Regions from separate parts of the Mus musculus genome. Here regions 2, 3, 4, 5, 6 and 7 are each linked to region 1. Evidence: chromatin contacts called from public Hi-C, HiChIP or PLAC-seq and promoter capture Hi-C data. All regions are on one chromosome and are shown on one strand. The core of a region is the stretch at or near the end of the contact, and the rest is flanking DNA. Distances in the headings are between cores, read along the strand shown. Region 1 holds the start of Tsen15 (tRNA splicing endonuclease subunit 15). Region 2 holds the start of Edem3 (ER degradation enhancer, mannosidase alpha-like 3). Region 3 overlaps Edem3 (ER degradation enhancer, mannosidase alpha-like 3). Region 4 overlaps Edem3 (ER degradation enhancer, mannosidase alpha-like 3). Region 5 overlaps Edem3 (ER degradation enhancer, mannosidase alpha-like 3). Region 6 has its middle 91 kb from the start of Edem3. Region 7 holds the start of Smg7 (Smg-7 homolog, nonsense mediated mRNA decay factor (C. elegans)).

Region 1 (3,077 bases), core at 326-2,825:
AGGCAACATCAAACCTAGATGGAGTTTCAATGGGTTACTAATACTTATATAGTACTTTTTATGTCAGACACCTTATAAACATTACCCTATGAGGTTAAGTACTACCATTATCCCTATTTTTTAATGAAGAGAGGTAAATATACCGAGACACGTCAAAAAATTGAAACAGAACTGCGATGAAGTCAAACAAGTCAAAGTTTACCAACTTTGAAACAGAAATAAGATTCAAACTTGGGAAGTCTGAACTGGCCTCCATGTTCCTAGTCACTGTTGATGTCTTCTCTGTTTCTCTCTACATCCTCCCCTGTCGTTATGGTAACTAGTGACATTCCCACGCTATTGTTTATGGAGTCGATGATGGGAAATCAAAGAAAACACCAAGCATAGATGGGCGTGATGGCTCACACCTTTAATCCCAGCACTCGGGAGGCAGAGGCAGGCGGATTTCTGAGTTCTAGACCACCCTGGTCTACAAGGTGAGTTCCAGGACAGCCAGGGCTATACAGAGAAACCCTGTCTCGAAAAACCAAAACCAAAACAAACAAACAAAAACAAAAAATAAAAAAACCCACCAAGCTTCATGAAGTGCTGAAAGGTTCCTTTTTTAAGATTTGTATTTACAAATATTCGCTTTCCTTGATTGTTTTAACACACTTATCCGACTCAATAACTCTCAAAGGGGGGAGTTGCCATTTTATTAATGAACCAGTCCTGGAGGTCTCTGTACAGCCTTCATTCATTATCAGCAGACTGCTTGTGGCTTAACGGATACAAAGTTATCAATTTCCCAAGCAGAAGCAAGCAGAAGGTTATCCTTATTTTCCTTGAGGCCAACACAGAAAATACAATGTCAATAGTTCTCTGGCCTGTACAAGAACTTACTCAAGCTTTCCAAGAAAGAAGAAAAATTAGGATTCTGTCCCCATACAGAATCAAGATGCACACTTTGGGCCTAAGGCTAAGTGTAATACGACTGTGCCTAAATACATTATTTGCGGACTCCTAGATCTCAGCCGTAGTCCACAAACTGTTTCTGATCGGTTAGCTGTGGACTCAGCCCATCTCAGAAAGGACTACATAGTTAGGAAAACAGGTATTAATGGAGGGCTCATCAGCGGCCTCTGGGTTAAGAGTGGCCTTGGCAGCATGACAGGAATGGTGTTAATCTATACTATATAACTCATATAAACAAACAAAAATGACACTGCGGGCGACCAGTGGCCTTGCACTCGGGGGTCCCCCCCTACCCCACGCCGCGAGGCTGGCGTGCGTCCTCCGCCGAGACGCGGGCCGGAGAGGGAGCGCGGTGCCGAGGGCCGGGTCGGCGCCCTGCTGGCCTCGCGCCTCCTGACCTTAGGGTGTGTGCCCATCCAGGCGTCCTCCGGAGCCCATGTGTGGGCGCCGCCGCCATCGCGAACGGGAGCCGGGCCAGGCCCGCTACATCCCGGGGTAGGTTTGGAATCGCTGCGCTCCTCCATGCCGCCCGCGCAGAAAGCCGTGGTGCACCGCAAACCCCGCTCGGCCAGAAGCAGACGGTCCAGCGCGCGGGAGTTCCGCTTCCCGCCGCGCACACTGGGCGGAGAGTTGGCCGGGCCACGCCCTCTGACTAGGGACCGGCACCAGCGCGGATGAGCTCCGCCCCCTCCACCTTCCCTCTTCACCACCTCCAGTCTGGGCAGGTTGTAGGGTAGAGAAAGTTAACTAATAACCTGAATTCAGAATTCTTCAGCCCTTCATAAACCCGTGCTCTCTAGCTTGAGAAATGAAGGATTCTTAACCCGTCTTTGCCTTCAATTCCTGGGAGCAGAAAAAGACCCCATTCAATGCCCTGCTGTCGAAGTTTAAAATTAAAACACAGTTGTAAAGCAAGTCCATCTTTCAAGATTAGAAAAAAACATGAAGTGTTGAACGGGTACTGAGAACTAACGTAAACAAATGACTTAAAAAGCCAAAGATGTGACCCTTCAGACTGATGGGTAGGACATGGCAAGTGGGTTTGGATTTACCCTGAGTAAGAAAGGAGCCAGTGGAGGTTCCTGGTATTAAGAGGAGTGGTTACAAAGCCACTATATTAACCAAGACCAAAAAGGCTTCCAAAATTAAAAAAGTACCAGGCAAAAGAAAACTTGTGATTCAAAACGCAGTAGATTAAGAATCTTGTGTTGAACCAGGCAGTGGTGGCCCACGCCTTTAATCCCAGCACTTGGGAGGCAGAGGCAGGTGGATTTCTGAATTCGAGGCCAGCCTGGTCTACAGAGAGAGTTCCAGAACAGCCAGGGCTTCACAGAGAAATCCTGTCTCGAAAAACCAAAAAAAAAAAAAAAAAAAAAAAAAAAAGAATCTTGTGTTGAAACAAAACTTTGATGAGACCATTACATCCATCAGCAATGAAATACAACAAACCATATTTTTAATGGATGGAAATCTCAAGGGTCAAATCTCAAAAATGAAAATTTTTTTTAAAATCCAAATAGGTATTCTGTAGTTCAAGATTACAGTTTTGGAAATAAAGATTTCCAGTGGGTGATTTTTGACAACCAAAATGGAATTTGGGGGGAAGAGCAGGTGAAGTTGCAGATAGATCAAGAGAAATCACTACAGATGAACAAAGAGTGAGATGTTATTTTCATAAGTGTGAGGGTGGCAGGGGGCAAAGTGCCAGGCTTAGTGGTGAATGATCATGATCTCAGTATTCAGGAGGCTGAAATGGGAGGATTGTGATGTTGAGCCCAGCTGAGTCTACAGAGTGAGTTCTAGATCAGCCTGGACTATAGATCAAAACCTGTCACAGTAAACGAACACGCAGAGAATGAACAACGCCTTAAGGAGTTGCCCCATGTTAGTGAACTAATAGGAGAAGGAGGTAGAAAACACTGAAGAAATGATGGCCAATTTTTTTCACAATTTCAATGAAATAAATTTGCCATTACAAAATGATAAAAAAAGTACCAATTAAACGAGACATGAGTTCCCATTGTTGAAGAAAAGAAAAAGAGAAAACCTTAAATATATCAGAAAACTAACTACGAGCAAACTCCACCTACAAAGATTCATATGAAATCATTATTTTTGCCTCC
Region 2 (3,077 bases), core at 269-2,768, 630 kb before region 1:
AGGATCTGGGTGATTTACCCACTGGTTGGACACTAGGAAAGAAGAGGGTGAGTAAACAGGTCTGAAGCATTAAATAATTTTACACTTGAGTTTCTCTTGGACCAGACAGAAAGGAAATTGAATGTAAGGCCAATGATCAGGACAGATATAAATCTAGAAATCAATCCGAGCAACAAGGTGACTTAATCCGTGTCAGAAATCACTAAAGCGAAACCCGGAGAGTACAAAGAAGCAAAGGAGTCGAAACAGAACCTTCAGGAAACACCTGCGTTTTTGAAAGAGGAGAGAAGGAAGAAAGGTTATTTTGTAACCCGGATGGTCAGAGAGATAAGACTTAAGTGGTGAGGCATTAAAAGCAAGAGGTTTCAGATAGCTCGATATTGCTGAACGGACAAATACGAAATTTACTGTGGCCACAGAGGTCACATCCAAGCTCCTCAACTCTGCCGCCACCTGCTGAAGTGGCACAAAAGAAAGACATGTGCTTTTGCAAGAGAAACCCACCTGTCATTTTACCCACAGTTAGCCTGCCAATCAGCCATTGCAACTCATTACAACATCTAGTCTTCACTAAATTAAAAAAAAAAAATCACTTTTGCATTGTACACTTCTTTCCTTCATGGGCTTTTAAGATAACTATTATTAATCACGTTCTTAGCTTTGCTTGGCCTCCTTCATTTTGAGTGTCCTGCTTAGTTGCTGGGGTACTGAATTAGAGGAGTAATTCAGGAGTTAGATTAGTGTTTGCTAACTTCTTCCAAGCCTTTGTGCAAAAGTTCAAGCTACGTGTGCAAAAGTAGAAGGACGATATATACATATTAGAGTTGTGTATATGCGCTAATGAAAGTAAAACTCTCACATGGTCGTCAAAGGTTCGAGTCATTTAGCTGTTGTTCATTTCCTAGTTTTTGTTTTGTTTTGTTTTGTTGTCATTTTCTCGAGGGCAGAAGAATATTTTCACTGTTCACCCAGGCATTCGGTACCGACCTGGGGGCAAGTCTCATTCTGTCAGCTCTCAGGAAAAAAAAAAAATCTTCAGGAAGAGAATGGCAAAGCACTCACGAGTCTCAAGGACTGGGCAGCCCACCGACGAGGTAGGGTTGGCCAAAGGTCTTGCGGAACACAGAACGCCTGGAACCTGCGTGGCCTTTACAGAATAGGACTACAAGTCCCAGAACGCAGGGCGCTACTAGGCAGAAATCTAGCAAGGCGCCTGCGCGTAGGTCTGTAGTCAAGCTGGAGGAAGCGGTGCACCTTGGGACTAGTAGTTCCTAGGTGGCAACTCCTGGGGTCGGAGGTGGATCGAAGGGACAGCTCCCTGCCCAGTCCCGCCTTTTGTCCACGTCCCGCTTCTCTGGGCCAATGCTAGGTCCTGTAGCTGCGGCCAGCCCCTCTCCGAGGCTGTCTCCATTGGTCCCGAGGCTATCTCACTTCGGCTCTACCCGGAAGTAGCCTTGGAGAGGCGGTTTCCTAGACTACGACACCGGAAAGCTGGGGGCGGTGCTCCGAGCCGTGGAGGGCGGAGGGTGGTGGCAGCGCTGGCGCTGGGGGACCGGCTCGGTGACTTCGGCAAACAGTTTGGCGCCGGCGGCCGCCAGCCTCACTCCACAGTCCGCCCTCGACACGGCTCGCAGCCTCCTCGCCGCCGGCAGCCCGCAATGTGGCCCACCGTGCCGGTGTAGCAGCTGCGCGTGCGCGGAACCGCGGGGCCATGAGCAAAGCCGGCGGCTGCCGGGGCTGTGGGTGCCGGGTCCCCCAGCGAGCGTCATGGAGCCTGGTGGCAGCGACGGCCGCGCTCTGTCTGGTGTTGGCCACGTCCGTGTGCACGGCAGGGGCCGCGCCCATGAGTAGGGAAGAGAAGCAGAAGCTTGGGTAAGGGTGCGTGGCTGTCCGGGTGGGTTTCCTCGCGCGGCTGCCAGCAGTGGAGGTGCCTGTCATTGCGCCCCCGGCGCACTGTGGACTTTTTCTGTGGTGACTGTAACAGCTGGTGAGGCTGGAGGACCTCGGTGCGGTGGACGGGGTCCAGGACGATGGGAGCTGATCCCCGGGATGTGACCTCGGGGGCTGTCGAGTGTCTCCTGGGCAGCCTGTGACATATGTAGTGTTGTGTCAGCGCCTCTGCCATGTCAGGGGCTGGTGGAGGGGCTACCGCCTGGGTGGCGGAGGCAGGGTTGGATGTCTCACCCAAGTGAGCTCCCAGCGGGAAAATGTTGCGGTGCTTACACCTGTTAAAGGAAAAGGGGCGTTCACCGGAACTTGAACTTTTCAGACTTCACTATCCCCCTTGCTGTGTTTTCTTTCCTAAATGGCACTTGTGAGCTAGAGCAGGCGATTTGATGCTATTCAGAGGCCTCGATTAAGTGTACCCCCTTAGAGTAGTTTTATGAGGCTTAAAAGTGTTCCAAAACACTATTTATAGCATTTAATCCAGTAATTCGAATACATCCGAAGTGGCACAAGTGACTAAGAACGAAGTGGAGAATCTCTGGATTTTGGCAAAACCGTGAAGTTAAGTGAGAGGAGAGGAAATGTGTGCCTGTCAGTAGCACGGCGAGTTGACTGCGAAAGATGCTTATTAAAACAGTGAAGTGGGTGGGTTTTGCTTGTCTGGTAGGTTAGCACAGAACACTAGAATGCACTGCTGATTAGTGAAGAGGTGAGAAAACTGGTGGGGATGTAAACCACGTGACTTATTGACACCAACTCCAGAATTTTAAATTGTGCTTGCTCTTTGATTCATTTCTTTCTCTGGAGAATCTATCCTACAGAAGTAAAGACACAATTAGAGATAAGTGTATAAAGGGGTGCATTTTGACAGAACAGAACAGGCTGGGGGGGGGTGTCATACATTTAGAAAGAGTTCTGTACTAAAGCAAGTTGTAGGTTAATATATAAATAGAAAGCATATTATTTTATAAGAAAAAATAGTTGCCTGAACTCAGGAAAAAATAACAGGTAACTTATCCCACAAAGGGAGGTGGAGCCATTAGGTTCTGACGTAGATACTTCTTTACTTCCGCCATTGCAAAAGAACTATACTAATTTTTAAATCACAGAGCAAATAAAAATGTGAGTAA
Region 3 (3,077 bases), core at 273-2,772, 610 kb before region 1:
AGAATTGAGTCATTCTGTAGCCTTCCCTTATGTTTACAAATTCTTGGGAACAAATGCCCACACCGTCTCAGGCAGTAGCTTGTAAATATCTTCAGTTAAATTGCAGGTAAAGTTGTGTCTTTGTGTCCCTAGGGGTCTTTTGGGCGGACACTCGCTGGCCATCATGCTGAAGGAGAAAGGCGAGCACATGCAGTGGTACAATGACGAGCTCCTCCACATGGCAAAGCAGCTGGGTTACAAGCTCCTGCCAGCTTTCAACACCACCAGCGGCCTTCCGTACCCCAGGGTGAGTCCCTGCAAACAAGCACAACTTTGTTGACGCTTCCTTTGCTATTTACAGAGTGAGTTCTGGTGGTCAGAGGTGTTCCTCACTGGCGTAAGCCTCAAAGAAGATGCATCAGAGCTGACAGCAAATTTATAGTGATATTTCAGCTAACATTTGAGCAATGTGAAAATGAGTGTAAGCTTTCCTCAGTGTGTCAGACTAGATGGTGCTGCAGAAGGAGGAGACAGATGCCAGGATGCAGTGTGGGCCAGAGTTGTTGGTACTTAGATAGTAGTGGGAGCTATGAGAGTAGGAAGGTGTTACTCTCCGAGGAGAAGATGATCAGAAAGTGGGGCTTGGGAAGAGGAAAGCATTTGGAGATTCAGGAGCAAGCATCCCACAGTGGGCAGTGTAACAAACCATAAGAAAGAAGATCCAGGAGGAGGGGTTGTCTGGTGTGATCTATTCTGGAGCAAACTAATGGGGAAGGAGGCTGCAGTGTAGCTCACTCACTCTGCGGTTCCTTCTTTGCTGCTCTTAGAGAGAGCCCTGAGACCTGGCAGTAGAGTTGTTGAGGGAGCTTTGCTGTTAGTTTGTCCTCCAAGAATAGTTTCTATTTAAAGCAGTGGGGAAGGAAGCCACCAAGGATGGAGTGAACTCTCTACATTTTTTATTAACACTGTCTCCCATTTGTCCAAGTCAGACATGAAGTCTGTCACTTCCCTTCATCCTGCTGCTGTGCCATCAAAGCCAGTGTAAGCGCTGGAGTGATGGCTCAGCCTTTAAAGGCTAGGCTCACACCAAAAACAAAGCCAGCTTCATTTCATCCATACACTACTGTATCTTAATGTGGTTATTCTTTTCTCAGGCTTACTAGTCAGAACACTTGGGAAACTAGTATGACTGGAACATTTTTTATTGAATTGCTTTCGAAACTTTAACATTCTTCCTGTTCCATTGAATGTGTCTTAACATTCAGAAATCTTCATAGCTTGCCAGTAGACTTTCTAATGCTCTCTCATGGTCCTTAGTCTATTGCTGTGACAAAACACTATGGCCAAGGTAACATGAAAGGGAGAGGCTGTGGCTTATGGTTTCAAAGGGTTAGAGTCCATTATGGCTGAAAGATAGCATGGCAGCCAGAACAGCTGAGAGTGCACATCCCACACTGACAGCGGAGCCACAGGGAGAGCACAGAGGGATGGTGGGAGGCTGCCAACTCTTCAGAGCTCAGCCCTGTGGCACACCTCCTCCAACAAGGCCACACCTCTTAATCCTTCACAGATACTTCCCCAGCTGGGGACCAAGCATTCAAACAGGAGCCTAAGGGGTCATTCATATTCAAATCCCCATACTCCTATACCCTAGGGAAACTACCTTTCCACCCAAAGCAATGTGTTGTGCTCTCACAAACCCCTAGGGATTTTTTTTTTTAATTATTTTTTATTGTGTGTTTTAGGCCTTCCATCCCTACTGTCTAGTATAACTTCTCTGACAATTTAAGTCAAGCAAGGCTCATTTTCTGTATTTATAAAGTCATTGTTGACTTAATAGGTGTTCAGCAACATGATACAGATAGGTCAAATCTGTATTTTCAGACCAGAGGTCATAGCCATTGATCTCCCCACCAATTTAGTATATCATGACTGGCATTTTTATTTAATGAAAGACTAGAATTAAACCCCATATTAGTTAGTTTCCAGTTTGAGTATTCTTTCCTTTTTTTCTTCTGTATATGCATAGTGTATGTACTTGTTAGTATGAGTATGTGCATGTGAGTTTGTGTGTGTTGGGGGTGGGTATGGATGTAGAGATTTGAGGTATACGTTGGCTTTTTTTTGGGACGGGGTCTCTGATCCTGGAGCTTGTTAGTTTATCTGTGTTGGCTATAATGAGCTTCTGGAGTCTTCCTCTTTGGGTCCCACTAGGAGAGAGGTCACAGAAGCATGCACCCTCAGATAAGGTCCTTGTGCTCTGTGATAGCACCTTACTCACTAGCTAGCTCCCTGGCCCCAGTCTTAGTATTTTAAATAGATTTCCTGTCAACAATCTTACATATTTCTGATTATTTTTCTTTTGGATGAATTATTAGAAGAAAGAAATATGGAATGCCTTTTTAAGACTGTGAGTACTTATTACCAAATTGCTACAAAAAGACACTTTTAAACTCCCTTAATATCATAGAGTTACTGTGTGATACCAACACTGTATACTATCATTCTTTTCTCAATATGGTGAGTAGGACATTACAGTCATTTTAAATGAGAATTTCTTTGTTTGCTAGTATATTTGCATTGTTAACTGGTCATTATCTCTTAGTTTATTAAAGTTACATGTAAACTATTTAAAGCAGTATGTATATATTGAATTTACTTTCAGTATTTTTAATTTTTGTTTTATTTTCATTTTTTTAACTTAAAAAATTATGTGTGTGGTTATTTTGCCTGCATGTATGTATGTGTACTACATGCCTGCCTGGTGTTCACAGACCCAGAAGTTGGATCTCTTGCAACTGGAATTTCAGGCAGCTGAGAGCCACCATGTAGGTGCTGGGAAATGAACCTGGGTCTTCTGGAAACACAGCGAGTGTTCCATCTCTGCAGCTGTATTTTTTGTGTGTGTGTGTGTGTGTGTGTGTGTGTGTGTGTGTGTGTTTGTGTCTCCCACTGGGTTTAACTAGGGTTGCCACTATGAGCACGGGTGGGAGGTTACTGACTGGAATATGGAAACAACCTAACGGTGCCCCTCTCCTCCTCGTGATGACATATTGACAGGCCCAGTCTGGTACAGGTAACTACAGCTGCCAGGAGTA
Region 4 (3,077 bases), core at 331-2,830, 580 kb before region 1:
GCCTCTGACTCCCCATACACACCACACAGCTGTCAGCCTCTGACTCCCCATATACACCACACAGCTGTCAGATACATGTCAGCCTCTGACTCCCCATACACACCACACAGCTGTCAGATACATGTCAGCCTCTGACTCCCCATATACACCACACAGCTGTCAGATACATGTCAGCCTCTGAGTCCCCATACTCACCACACAGCTGTCAGCCTCTGAGTCCCCATACTCACCACACAGCTGTCAGCCTCTGACTCCCCATACTCACCACACAGCTGTCAGATACATGTCAGCCTCTGACTCCCCATTAACACCACACAGCTGTCAGCCTCTGACTCCCCATACACACCACACAGCTGTCAGCCTCTGACTCCCCATACACACCTCACAGCTGTCAGCCTCTGACTCCCCATATACACCACACAGCTGTCAGCCTCTGACTCCCCATACACACCACACAGCTGTCAGCCTCTGACTCCCCATATACACCACACAGCTGTCAGATACATGTCAGCCTCTGACTCCCCATACACACCACACAGCTGTCAGCCTCTGACTCCCCATATACACCACACAGCTGTCAGATACATGTCAGCCTCTGACTCCCCATACACACCACACAGCTGTCAGATACATGTCAGCCTCTGACTCCCCATATACACCACACAGCTGTCAGATACATGTCAGCCTCTGAGTCCCCATACTCACCACACAGCTGTCAGCCTCTGACTCCCCATACACACCACACAGCTGTCAGATACATGTCAGCCTCTGACTCCCCATATACACCACACAGCTGTCAGATACATGTCAGCCTCTGACTCCCCATATACACCACACAGCTGTCAGATACATGTCAGCCTCTGAGTCCCCATACTCACCACACAGCTGTCAGATACATGTCAGCCTCTGACTCCCCATACACACCACACAGCTGTCAGCCTCTGACTCCCCATACACACCACACAGCTGTCAGCCTCTGACTCCCCATACACACCACACAGCTGTCAGCCTCTGACTCCCCATATACACCACACAGCTGTCAGCCTCTGACTCCCCATACACACCACACAGCTGTCAGCCTCTGACTCCCCATATACACCACACAGCTGTCAGATACATGTCAGCCTCTGACTCCCCATACACACCACACAGCTGTCAGCCTCTGACTCCCCATATACACCACACAGCTGTCAGATACATGTCAGCCTCTGACTCCCCATATACACCACACAGCTGTCAGCCTCTGAGTCCCCATACTCACCACACAGCTGTCAGCCTCTGACTCCCCATACTCACCACACAGCTGTCAGATACATGTCAGCCTCTGACTCCCCATACACACCACACAGCTGTTCAGATACATGTCAGCCTCTGACTCCCCATACACACCACACAGCTGTCAGATACATGTCAGCCTCTGACTCCCCATATACACCACACAGCTGTCAGATACATGTCAGCCTCTGACTCCCCATACACACCACACAGCTGTCAGCCTCTGAGTCCCCATACACACCACACAGCTGTTCAGATACAGGAACGAGTAGAGCTGTGGTTTCACTCTGACACGTAAGTCGGCTGTTTTGTTCCTTTTGCAGAATAGGAAACAGCAGTCACAGTGTTTAGGTAATGTCCCAATGGCTGGTGACCTCCTTAGCAGAAGAGATTCATCTTTAAAGCCCAGTTCTTCACCACTTCCATCATCCTTAGCAATGCCCTTTCAATTTGCATTCAATTTAGTAAGCATCACTGAGGGCCTCTATGAGCCACAAGCTGAGCTTGGGGAGAAGTATGATCGGATGCAACCTGTTAAATACACCACAGGCATGTGTTACTGTCAAAGCCTTGGTGCCTTGCTGTGGGAGCAATACCAGCTACTCCCTATATACTCTTTTCCTGACATGAAATTTGTTTAAATTTCTCTTTAAAATGTTGTAACATTAAACTATTTGTGAAGGCATATCCATCTGTCCCTCTTACTCTCCTCAACTATAAAGTAAACAAATAGATAAAAGCTTACTGCTCTGGGACATAAGTATTGTACAAAGCTGTGCCTACAGTCCTGGGTCTTTGCGTTTACTTTATGGAACCTTTTATAAGTGATGCCTTTAAAGTCTTTTCATTACTTAAATGCCTGCATAACAAATACCACAAAAGTGACGTGCCTTGTTCATGTGTTAACCTGACTTATAAGATTCTTGTATGGGTCTCATTAGTACCTTCATCTGGAAGTTTACTTACTCCATAGTAGAAAACCTGTTGAATGAGTAGTGTTGGGGCTGGTGAGATGTCTCAGCGGTCAAGAATACAGGCTGTTCTTCCAGAGGTCCTGAGTTCAATTCCCAGCAACCACATGACTTTCTATAAAGGGATCTTATGCCCTCTTCTGGTATATAGGGGTGCATGCAGACATAGCACACCTACACTTAAACAAAACAAAACATAAATAAATTAATTAAAAAAAAAAACCCAAGACAGGCAGTTGTGGCTTAGGCTTAATCCCAGCACTAAGGAGGCAGAGGAAAGTGGCTCTCTGTGAGTTCAAGGACAGCCTGATCTACAGAGAGAGTTCCAGTTCCAGGACAGCCAAAGCTCCCTGTCTCAAAAAAAAAAACCAAAGAAATAGAGTGGTGTGAATTTTGTGTTTGTGTGGGATATTTTACAGGTTTCTTTTTGTGAATTTTTGATAAAATTAACAGTAGTGGTAGGCAGCTCCTCTGATCTTTTATGCCATCGTGGTTCAAGTTACTTCGGCAGTGGAGGATTGAAACACTTTGTGTTATATTGACTATCTATCACTGATACTTGGATTTTTAAATATTTATTTGCGACTTCAATTTAGAATGGATTCATTCTTCTTGGCTGAAATGTTTAAATACCTGTACCTGTTATTTGCTGATAAAGAGGACATCATTTTTGACATAGAAGACTATATCTTTACAACAGAAGCTCATCTGTTACCGCTTTGGCTTTCCACCACAAACCGAAGCATCTCAAAGAAGAACACAGTGAGTTTTAAATTAAATGCCTTCATCACCTTTCACTTTTATAATTTGTTTTTTTCTAAGTAAGAAGTA
Region 5 (3,077 bases), core at 191-2,690, 570 kb before region 1:
TGGAGTTACAGGTATCTGTGAGACACCAGCTTGTTACATGGCATTGTCCAACAAGCACTCTTAGCTACTGAGTCGTCTCTAGTCATGATGGTGAAATTTTATATGCATTTTAACATGTTTGTTTGGTGCTTTTGTTACTTATTAATCCTCATCCAAGTCAGGGCTATGCTGTTAGTTATTATTACTCCTTTCCATTGGGAGGGACACTGGTTTTCACTGCCAGCACACTCACAGCTGTCATTGATTGGCTGCTTTATTTATTTTACTGCAGAAACCAGGTGACTTTGTAAATGTGGTGCAGTTTTTAAGAGGGAGAGTGATGTGTTTGCTTCTTTCCTGTGCAGATCCCGAAATGGAAAATGAAGACCAGCCATCTTCTGAAAATGATTCTCAGAATCAGAGCGCAGAGCAGATGCTCTCGCTTTCTCAGACAGTCGACTTGGCTGATAAGGAGAGCCCTGAACACCCTGCAGATTCTCACTCAGAGGCGTCTCCATCGGACAGTGAAGAGGCTGCTGGCTTTGCCCCCTCTGAACAGATATCTGGGTCCACCGAAAACCACGAGACTACAAGCCTTGATGGTGAATGTACAGACTTAGATAACCAAGTTCAAGAACAATCAGAAACTGAGGAAGATTCCAGTCCTAATGTCAGCTGGGGTACAAAGGCCCAGCCTATAGACTCCATATTAGCAGACTGGAATGAAGACATAGAAGCATTTGAAATGATGGAGAAGGATGAACTATGACTCTCTGGAAAGACTCTGGTGGTAGATATTTAAAAGGAAGAGGTAAACTGTGGTTTGTGACACCCACCCTGTACCAAGCAGGCTCTCCTGGGAGGCTCTGAGCATTGCTCAAGCGCGTTCTGACTGGGGTAAGTAGCCACCATAGGAACCTGGAGCACGCTGTGTTAGAGCTGACCACTGAAACTGCCCCATCCAAAGTGGAGACTCACAAGCCCTCAGATGGCGGTATCCCTGGCCAGGGAAAGATGACTGCCCACTCCTGGGTAGACAAGAAGCAAATTCAGCTAATGGAACCTGGGAACAGAGTCAGTGTCGCTTTCTGATTGAAGAAAGCTTCACTGCCTTGGGCTTGGGGAAGATTTGAGCGAGTATTGTGGCATCTCGGCTTTGCTGCCTTCACAGGAACTCTCTAAGTGACCTACGGGTTCTGAAGCAGATGCATTTACGGCAATGACAGTTTCTGCGCATCGCTGTTACATGCTTCAATCAGTGACAAATGGCCAGGACGACTTGATTTCTTTTCCTCTCCCAACAATGACCTTAGCATTTAACCAAAGCTGAGCCCAGTGTACTTTTCCCATAGGTCTCCGTAAAGACCTACTACGGGGCCATGGAGAGGGTCCGGTAGATAGTGTGGAAATTTGTTGCTTACTGCTCGGGGTAAATAGAGAAGGAGAAACTGTAATGTTGCAATATCAACTTCCCGTTGGGGGAAGCTATGACTACTCTAGATGGAACTCAGCATTAGGTCCTGGTGGGGTAGATTGGAAGTCTTTTCTAGTTCATTTCTCTTAAGGTGGTTCCTCTAACCATCAGCCTTACTCCATCCATTTTAGTATGCAGTTTGAGATGGAAGGCTCGTCTCCAAGCCCTGCTCCATCTCCCTATCTTATAGAGCCATGAGAAACCATGGTAGTAGACTGTAGTCCCGGGGTGACTACTGTCTTTCTCCTTTGAAGCTGGAGTCTGTCACATTTTCTGTTAAATCATGGGTTTAGGTTTGTTTTGTTTTGTTTTAACAAATACTCCTTCCTTCTAATGTGGACTTGAAAATTAGTCTCTGGTGACCTGTGTAAAAACTATATAGCCATATAAGTAAAAGAAAAAGATTTTTTGGGGGTGTGTGTGGCAGTCTGGAGCTGGTCACATTTAATTATTTTTGGTTTTGCTTATTGATACTTCTACATTGAAATCATGGTTTTATTCATTTTATTTATTTTTGAACTTGTTTTAATTGCTTCTAAAGGAATATTTGAGGGACTTCATTCCTTTTTACCATGGCATTACACAGTAACTTTTCTCTACAACGTGGTTTTGAGGTACTGAATGACTTAGGTTATCTATGGAGCCATGAATGACAGCAGTGCTGTGCTGTAGTTGTGTAAGTTCATGTCTTAGGTCCCAGGTAAGCGTGCCCTTTTATAAGGGAATAAATACCTGTTTTCAAAAGGTCCAAATAAATGATTGGTCAGTGAGTGATGAATCTTAGAGAATTCCTTGGGGCCGGGGTAGCATGGCAAGGCCTTCATTAACTCGTAGTTAAACCTGACAGCAAACATGGGTATTTTAGTCTCTCTGCATGGGAAGTTTGGTGTGAGAAGATAGAACCGTAATACATAGAGTATACAGAAGGGGAGATGTGCTTCGTTTTATTTCATTGCAAAGCTGCCAAAATAGCTGACGCTTAATTACTTGACTTGATTTCTAGGACTGGGGCTTGGAGGAAGGGAACAGATGTTCCTTGGCGACTTTGATTACAGAAGCCTTCTATGGATTGATTTTGTATTTGTAGCTCAAAGCCATTGTTGACTAAATCAAACTCTGCTAAGTTATCAAAGCCGCATATTTTTTTCCTTTGAGAACTTAAGGGCATGAAGGGGAGCCCATGGCACATTAGGAAAAGCCAGCGACTGCCACTTACATTCCTTTGGCCACTAGGAGGAGCTGTTGCCCTTCATTAAGGCACCTATTGATTTGTTTAGGAAAACCAAATCCTTTAAAGAAATAAATTTAAGACATTTTACTTACTAACTAGAAGGAATAATACTCAGTTCCCCCTACTTAAGAAAAGAGGAATACGTTCAGCGTCAGAACACAACATTCTAACTGAGTCTCCATCCATTTTTGTATTTGACATACTGCCTGCCACAAAGTAGTCTTTTGAGTTCACTAGGAAATTCCAACAGCATAGATTTTTAAAAAATTTTTTTTTCATTGTTGTTGATGTTTGTTAAAAACCTTTCATAGATATTTTATTTACTTGCTGAAGATTCAGGGACTTCTGAGACCCTGAGTTTAGAAACATCTGGTCTACCTCAGTTAAATGTTG
Region 6 (3,077 bases), core at 329-2,828, 540 kb before region 1:
TCAGAGGTTTAATCCATGATCATCATGGCAGGAGACATGGCGGCATATAGACAAACATGGTCTAACCTGGGCTATAGCTCCTACCATCAAGGTTAGTCCTTACCACAGGATCGTTCCCTAATAGACATTGTCTCCTAAATTGGACATCATTTCTTCATTGTAATTCCACATCTCCACTCCTCTCACCCATTCTGATATGGTTCTCAACGCTTGTGGTTGAGTGGAAGAGCAAACAAGGGACATTTCCAGCTAGATGGCAATGGATTTCTAAGTCCCCTTCGATGGGACTTCATGATAATCTGCAATTCTCATTTGTGAACTGCCTCAACAAACTCAAAGAAACTGCTATGTAAGAGATTATGTAAGAATTCTCACTTGCTGGCCATGGTAACACAGGGCTGTAATCCCAGCATTTGAGAAGCTGAGGCAGGAGGGCTGTTAAATTCCAGACTAGCCTGGGCTACATAGGTGATTAGATCTTGTCTCCCTGCACCGAAGAACTTTCTTCCCTTCCAAGAATCTCTATCTTTTGTTGTTGATTAAAGTTGTCAGTTCTTACTAATTAAATAACTTAGTTATTTAGTTAAAGAAAATAAATAAAAGCTGTTAAATTTTGTTGTTGTCAAAGTGCTTTCTTTTGCTGCTTTGGGGTTGCCTCGGGACAATTAGGTTCAAGAGAATGGAGGTCTCTGATGGTAATGGATTCCCTTATTGATCTAGCAAGTGTGTCCGGAAGGCTTATTGTTCAGCATTATACGCAGGTGTAGCGCATGCCCAGTTCCCCACAGACTTCTGCCCGCTGCATCATCTTGATAACATGCTTGGCTCCGTGATTCCTTTGGTGACACGTTTATTTTCACTCTTCCGTGCAACAGGAGGCCTCCTTACTAATTCATGTGATACTGTTTTCTAATTAGGTGTCTTGACACAGCAGGCGTTCCAGTCCTGAACGTTTCTTTTTCTTTAATGTGCCTGCGAGCTGCCTGCCTTTGAGCTGAGTAGTCTCTTATATAAAACAAGAGAACGAACACACAGAAGACACCTAACCCAGTGCCTGACACCTCGGGAGGGCCCCGAGGCATGTTCATCATCTACCAGTCTTGTCTCCTCACCGTCTTCCCTTCTGGCATTTCAGTTACCCTTAGACATAAAATACCGCCATTAAACGGCTCCATTTTTCTTCATCCCATTAGAAGCCAGCTGTAAATGCAAACTACATAGATCAGACGTTTCATTTCTATCCACCTCACAACGTACCTCATATGGCAGAGATTTTTATTCACCTTGCTGTGTGGGGAAAGAATCCTTCCACGAGAAGTGTGGTAGGAAGGTTATAACTGTGGGTGAGTGAGGCTAGGAGATGGAACAGGAGTCCCGTTTTTTTTCCTCTCTCCATAAATTTTCATCCTTGACAATTACGCTTCGGGGACTCTGGGTGACTGTCACTTAGAGCATGAGTATACTAAATAGGGTACACAGTGGGGGAGAGAAACCACAGCTCTCCCTGAGCCTAGAGAGGCTTAGCACAGAGCTGGGCCACCTGTCTCCTGTGGGCGGCCTGGTGCCCCAGCTGCAATGTGGAGGAAGATCTGCATGCTCTAAAGGCACAGCGTGACCCTCCCAGCCCCACTGCAGGATAAGGTTCCGCCCAAAGGGAGAGAACAGCACGGGCTCTACCACCCACACCTTCAGGGGCTAGCTGTGCTCCAGCCCATGGACCCAGGCATGAGAAAGCACACGGAAGCTCCAAAGGATCTTCTACCGATTGTCCCCAGCCCGTTTAATGGCATCTTTCGGATGCTAAGGGAAGCCATCTACCTGCCGTATGCAGCATCAAGAAATCCCCAGGACGGCTTGCAGCTGAAACCATGTATTTTGTTATTCCTGCAGTCTCTGGAATTAAGGAACAGGGTTGAGGCTCCAGTTACCTGCCAAACAGAAGGACCTGATCTCTCCAGCGCCCAGCGGGGGACCACAGCTGCCGCCCTGGGAATGCCTGAATCTGCCTGCTGGGGGCGCAGGTGCCCTGAGGGCAGAGGGCAGAGGGAGCGAGCATGCATCCTGACATAGTGGAGATTTGGGTGCAGCACATGGATTTTAGAATCCATATAGATTCATGTCCACGTCTCAGCTCTGCTCCAAGTGTCATTAACTTGTTCCCTGGCATTGTGTGAAGGTTTTCCCCTTACTGTGCCATGCAATGCTCACAGCAGCCCTTTAAGAAAAAATGAGGTAAAAATATTCATCTCCATCTGGCAAGAAATGGACAGTTAGTTCAACTCCTTGCTTCTGGACACACCCCTTGGCCCACAGCTTAGTTTTAAGGAAAGCTCAGGTTTTAGTCATTAGATAAAAATGAAAACAAACAAACAAACAAAATGCTTAGTGTGGCGACAGCACTGGTCCTTACATGTTTCTTGGTGCTCTAAAACTGGGCCAGTCACGTGCTGCTGAAAGGACTTTTGAGAGAACTAGAGGTAATGAACACATGAACAGTGCATAGAAAAGCATGGGGTGGTTTCCATCCCTGCCTTTGGCACCCAGGGGCTTTGGGTAGACCTGACTCAGGACTAAGGTATGTGTGTGTGTGTGTGTGTGTGTGTGTGTGTGTGTGTGGGTGGGTGTTCAGAGTCCATGCTACAGTTGCTATTTATTTTAAATTAAATATTTTCCAGAAACATATATTAAAACAATAGTTGAATCTGAATGGGTATGGGTTTTGTTTTTATCTTTATACTTTCTAAATGAAAAGAATATACTGTTTTCTTATTATAACAGTAATACACATTTTATGGGTAATATCAGTGTTACCTATAAAAAAATAAAGATAATTGTCAAAAAGAAACTGGGAAAAAAATGTCCATTTGCCACGGTTCAAAAGTGACCATTGTTAGCTTTTTCTTCCATTTACTTACGTGATTCATCGGTGTGTTTGCCACTTTGCAGACTTGATCTCATTATGTAGGTTGTTATCCTGCTCTTAAAATTCAGTACTTCACTCTTCATGGCAATTCAAGTCTTTTCTATAAAATGTTGTAGTACTTGCATGCAGCCTACACATAGCCTCACTTGTACTT
Region 7 (3,077 bases), core at 250-2,749, 520 kb after region 1:
GTGTAATGAATAACTACTTTCAAAGACAGAATAGCCACTCTGTTTACCACAGAACAACATCAATTCTCTTGCAATATAAATATATATATGGGACCACTCTTAACACATCGACTTCCACATCACTTATGTCTAAACAGCTAAAGAAAATCTTACTCAGTTATCTACCCATTCAATTCTCTTCTCCTCAAGGTTTCAACTCACTTTTTAAAAGTATCTTCCCAAATAAGACCTGCTATTTAAAAGAAAAACACTGTTCCTGAAAGACAAAAAGGCCAGTTTGTAAGTTCCCAGTCTTAGCAACTCCTCCATTAGCCTCAGGCACTAGCAACCTTATTTCCCATTGTGAAGGCTGTATTTTCCCCTCTAGTTTCCTCCAAGCTCTCACTCAAAATCCGTCAAACTATTCTGACTGCACACCAGCTGCTGTCTTTCCATTCAAAATGTTCTCGACGTCGGTGTTAATGCATGTGAGTCTTCTTTAAGTGTGCATCAATCCCTGCTTCCCCTCCCTTACCCCAGACACTCACACACACACACACACACACACACACACACATACACATACACACGCACGCACCCCCAGTACCCATGGGTCACTCTATCTCCTTCATACAAGTTCCTTACATCGCACCTAATGAATGCACACGACTCTCAGAATGGTATCTTCCAACTACAGTTTCTTTCGAGAACATCACCTTGTTCGTAGCACCTCCCTCTTCCCTCGTCTCCCCATCCTTTTTCCCCCTTTCCGGGCTCTCCGACCCCTCTAACTCTGGACAGAAGGCATTATTTCTCCTCCTTCCAGCCCGCGACTAAAGAACAAGCTCGCGTTTCCTGCGGGCTCCCCTTCCTCTCATTTGCCCTCCAGAATGCGCCCTCCCAACCCCCAGGTGTGCCGACTTCCATCCTCCTCTCTCCTGCATCGCCCCGGCCAGCACACCACGTTTCCCGGGCCGTGGGCTCCAGACCCCTTCACACCCACCTCGACTCTGGGTCGCTGCCGGCTCTCCTCTCCCCTACCCCGGCCCCGCAGCCTGCGACCAGAGGCGCGCGCGCGCGCGCGCACACGCACACACACACACTCACACACACGTTCTCGTCTCCCGCTTCCCCAACCTCCCTCCGCTCCTCGCCCGGCTTCCCCCGGAGCGCGGCTCGCCCGGCTTCCCGGGGGCCAGGCAGCCATGTGTGTGCCCGCCCCCTCCCGCAGCCGCCCGCTCGGCCCCGCGCTCGGCCTCCCCGCCCTGGGGACAGAAGGACGCCGCGACTCCCCCACCGCTTCCGAGTCCGCCGGTCCTCGGCCCCCCGAGAGCCTCCCCTTCCCCCGTCGCCACCACGCCTCGGCCAAGCTCCGGCGCTCACCGGAGATACTGCGCGCTCTGCAGGCTCATCCTCCGCCGCCGCGTCTCGCCGCGAAGCCTCCGTGGGTCTCTCAGGCTCCTCGGAGCGGCCCCGCGGCCCCGCGGGTGCTGGCGGTCGCCGCCATCTTCCTCTCCTCCGACTCCTCCTCGCTTGGCGCGGGGTGGGGGGGGGGGAGAGTGAGTGAGGCGAGGGGGAGGGAGTTGGGGGGAGCGGCTCCGGCAGCGGCTGCGGCTCTGGCCTGTGGGGCGCAGGGACGCTCCGGCTCCGGAGGGGGGGGGGAAAAAGAAGGGGAAAGGGGCGGGGAAAGAGGAGGGGAGAAGCAGAGGAAGGAAGTCGGGTTCGCTCTCGCGAGACTTCAGCAGCGCCGGTCCCTCTGGGTGCTTTCCGCCGCTCTGTAGCGCTCCCTCTTGGGATCGGCGAGCGGTGCGGTGCCCGCGCGCCGGCCGAACGATCCGGTGCTGGTGCCCGGCGGCCTCCTAAGGCTCCGTCCTGTTCCTCCCGGGCGCGGGGGCGGCCCCCGGCTCACCGCGGACATCGAGCCCAGAGCAGCCCGGAGTCACACTCAAAGCCTTCCGCCCGGCCACCCGCCCACTTCTCACTTCCTTCCTTCTTTCTTTTTTTTTTTTTTCCCACTCCTCCACTTTCCCCGCCGGAAACGCCACCCCTTCCTCCTACAGTTCCGCCCGCCAATTCCTCGACTCCGGTCGTCCCCTCGCGCGCCGGAGAGTGACGCAGAGGCCTCCCCCGTTTCAGCCGCCCCTCCCCGGGCACTCTGGGAGAAGGTTGGGGGGGGGGGGGGGAATAGGGCGGAGCCCAGGGAGAAATAGAAAGGAAAACCAATCCGATTGGGCAGGCCGCTGCCATGGAAACTGGAGGCTGTGGTTGTATTGTCATAGTAACTGCCGTGTGTAGACAGGGTGACCCTCCCGTAGAGAAACGGGTTCCCTGGAAACTGCCCAGGATTCCCCACTTGGATTCCCTGCCTTTTTAAAAGCCAGAAGTCGAAATGGTTATCCGAGTAGGAAAGTCCATTTCTTCCTCCCTTACTCTCCCAGCAAAAATTGGGGGAGACCCCGAAGCATTCATTTTAGGCATTGCCAGTCCCCCAAGGGTGGAAACCACCTCCATCGTTGCCTATCTGAGCCGGGTAGGGAGAGGGCCGGGCCCGAGAAGAAAAGGCAGGTTATGAAGGCCGGCGGCGAGTGGGTGGGAACGAGAAAGCGAGGGCGATGCTGCGAAGTCAGAGGAAAGGGAAGGGGCTTCCCCACCACTGTTTGAGGCTGGGCAGCGGGATCCCGCCAGAAGCGGGTCCCTAAGGGAAGAGACGGGCACATGACAACCGAGATGCGGCTCCGGCGATCGCGAATGTTCGACTTTTTGTAGCCGGTCGACCCTTGCCTAATTCCTACTCGATATCACCGGCGAGACCTCCCGTAGGCGACTTAGTGAGAGCTCGAACCCAGCCTAGGAGGCTAACACGCAGTTCTTAGGCATTTAGAATGGAGAGCGATCAGAAAGGCTGATGACGTTCTTTCCAGAGGTACCCTCAGAGAGAAAAGACGCTCCGTCATCGAAGGTTGATCTCCAAAGACCCCCTCCTCAAAAACATCTGCAGTGTTTTAGAACTTGCCATAAAAAAAAAGTATCTAGATTTATCTGCATGAGGGAGTTTAAGAAAATAATTTTCCATTTTGAGAACGAATATTTTAAGCATT

What was found. Promoter capture Hi-C pulls out the DNA fragments that hold promoters and counts their contacts. Hi-C and Micro-C count contacts between places; a contact is called where the count stands out from the background. HiChIP or PLAC-seq counts read pairs in DNA pulled down with a chosen protein or histone mark.
Region 2: a promoter capture Hi-C map of liver shows a contact between it and region 1, with 5 times the contacts expected there. The contact joins the promoter of Edem3 here to the promoter of Tsen15 in region 1. A contact is called at or near these places in 19 of 39 promoter capture datasets (the 3T3-L1 cell line, 3T3-L1-derived adipocytes, the C10 cell line and 13 more), 3 of 484 Hi-C or Micro-C datasets (bone marrow-derived macrophages, cortical neurons and trophoblast stem cells), 11 of 115 datasets of contacts at active chromatin or transcription factors (the 230-238 cell line, astrocytes, craniofacial prominence and 8 more) and 3 of 9 other capture datasets (adipose tissue, liver and pancreatic islet).
Region 3: a contact with region 1 is called in an H3K4me3 HiChIP or PLAC-seq map of bone marrow-derived macrophages, with 4 times the contacts expected there. The contact joins the enhancer-like site here to the promoter of Tsen15 in region 1. A contact is called at or near these places in 13 of 39 promoter capture datasets (the 3T3-L1 cell line, the HPC-7 cell line, HPC-7-derived erythroid cells and 9 more), 4 of 484 Hi-C or Micro-C datasets (the 63-12 cell line, bone marrow-derived macrophages, cortical neurons and 1 more), 6 of 115 datasets of contacts at active chromatin or transcription factors (bone marrow-derived macrophages, embryonic basal ganglia, embryonic stem cells and 3 more) and 4 of 9 other capture datasets (adipose tissue, liver, macrophages and 1 more).
Region 4: a contact with region 1 is called in a Hi-C map of B cells, with 11 read pairs. The contact joins the enhancer-like site here to the promoter of Tsen15 in region 1. A contact is called at or near these places in 21 of 39 promoter capture datasets (the 3T3-L1 cell line, 3T3-L1-derived adipocytes, the C10 cell line and 15 more), 28 of 484 Hi-C or Micro-C datasets (the AML12 cell line, B cells, the C2C12 cell line and 21 more), 9 of 115 datasets of contacts at active chromatin or transcription factors (bone marrow-derived macrophages, embryonic basal ganglia, embryonic forebrain and 5 more) and 4 of 9 other capture datasets (adipose tissue, liver, macrophages and 1 more).
Region 5: a contact with region 1 is called in an H3K4me3 HiChIP or PLAC-seq map of bone marrow-derived macrophages, with 7 times the contacts expected there. The contact joins the enhancer-like site here to the promoter of Tsen15 in region 1. A contact is called at or near these places in 24 of 39 promoter capture datasets (the 3T3-L1 cell line, 3T3-L1-derived adipocytes, the C10 cell line and 15 more), 77 of 484 Hi-C or Micro-C datasets (the 63-12 cell line, the AML12 cell line, B cells and 56 more), 16 of 115 datasets of contacts at active chromatin or transcription factors (the 230-238 cell line, the HPC-7 cell line, bone marrow-derived dendritic cells and 12 more) and 5 of 9 other capture datasets (adipose tissue, embryonic stem cells, liver and 2 more).
Region 6: a contact with region 1 is called in an H3K4me3 HiChIP or PLAC-seq map of embryonic stem cells, with 7 times the contacts expected there. The contact joins the enhancer-like site here to the promoter of Tsen15 in region 1. A contact is called at or near these places in 8 of 39 promoter capture datasets (the C10 cell line, the HPC-7 cell line, cranial neural crest and 5 more), 3 of 484 Hi-C or Micro-C datasets (bone marrow-derived macrophages, cardiomyocytes and embryonic limb bud), 10 of 115 datasets of contacts at active chromatin or transcription factors (the SCID.adh cell line, bone marrow-derived macrophages, embryonic basal ganglia and 7 more) and 3 of 9 other capture datasets (adipose tissue, liver and macrophages).
Region 7: a promoter capture Hi-C map of erythroid cells shows a contact between it and region 1, with 10 times the contacts expected there. The contact joins the promoter of Smg7 here to the promoter of Tsen15 in region 1. A contact is called at or near these places in 3 of 39 promoter capture datasets (the C10 cell line, erythroid cells and liver), 2 of 484 Hi-C or Micro-C datasets (embryonic stem cells and rod photoreceptor) and 2 of 115 datasets of contacts at active chromatin or transcription factors (large pre-B cells and pro-B cells).

Annotation. Positions count from the first base shown.
Region 1 is chr1:152,385,107-152,388,183 of GRCm38.p6, forward strand. Tsen15 (tRNA splicing endonuclease subunit 15) reads right to left here and starts at 1,576. Exons shown (of 5, transcript NM_025677.3): 1 at 1,353-1,576. The coding sequence starts at 1,478.
Region 2 is chr1:151,753,856-151,756,932 of GRCm38.p6, forward strand. Edem3 (ER degradation enhancer, mannosidase alpha-like 3) reads left to right here and starts at 1,519. Exons shown (of 20, transcript NM_001039644.2): 1 at 1,519-1,872. The coding sequence starts at 1,712. It overlaps 2810414N06Rik (RIKEN cDNA 2810414N06 gene), which reads right to left and starts at 1,163. Exons shown (of 2, transcript NR_151475.1): 1 at 988-1,163.
Region 3 is chr1:151,777,274-151,780,350 of GRCm38.p6, forward strand. Edem3 (ER degradation enhancer, mannosidase alpha-like 3) reads left to right here. Exons shown (of 20, transcript NM_001039644.2): 6 at 133-286. Among named protein-coding and RNA genes, the nearest start is that of Edem3, 23 kb to the left of the region's middle. Within about 2 kb of position 1,523, at least 12 of the 459 cell types and tissues checked have an H3K27ac peak or open chromatin away from gene starts, as enhancers often do. A contact at or near this core is called in bone marrow-derived macrophages and epiblast stem cells, where this site is marked.
Region 4 is chr1:151,801,436-151,804,512 of GRCm38.p6, forward strand. It overlaps Edem3 (ER degradation enhancer, mannosidase alpha-like 3), which reads left to right. Exons shown (of 20, transcript NM_001039644.2): 14 at 2,843-3,008. Among named protein-coding and RNA genes, the nearest start is that of Edem3, 48 kb to the left of the region's middle. Within about 2 kb of position 1,581, at least 11 of the 459 cell types and tissues checked have an H3K27ac peak or open chromatin away from gene starts, as enhancers often do. A contact at or near this core is called in B cells, where this site is marked.
Region 5 is chr1:151,817,966-151,821,042 of GRCm38.p6, forward strand. It overlaps Edem3 (ER degradation enhancer, mannosidase alpha-like 3), which reads left to right. Exons shown (of 20, transcript NM_001039644.2): 20 at 345-3,077. The coding sequence ends at 748. Among named protein-coding and RNA genes, the nearest start is that of Edem3, 64 kb to the left of the region's middle. Within about 2 kb of position 1,441, at least 21 of the 459 cell types and tissues checked have an H3K27ac peak or open chromatin away from gene starts, as enhancers often do. A contact at or near this core is called in Kupffer cells, bone marrow-derived macrophages and neutrophils, where this site is marked.
Region 6 is chr1:151,844,588-151,847,664 of GRCm38.p6, forward strand. No RefSeq gene overlaps it. Among named protein-coding and RNA genes, the nearest start is that of Edem3, 91 kb to the left of the region's middle. Within about 2 kb of position 1,579, at least 13 of the 459 cell types and tissues checked have an H3K27ac peak or open chromatin away from gene starts, as enhancers often do.
Region 7 is chr1:152,901,147-152,904,223 of GRCm38.p6, forward strand. Smg7 (Smg-7 homolog, nonsense mediated mRNA decay factor (C. elegans)) reads right to left here and starts at 1,500. Exons shown (of 23, transcript NM_001160256.1): 1 at 1,363-1,500. The coding sequence starts at 1,391.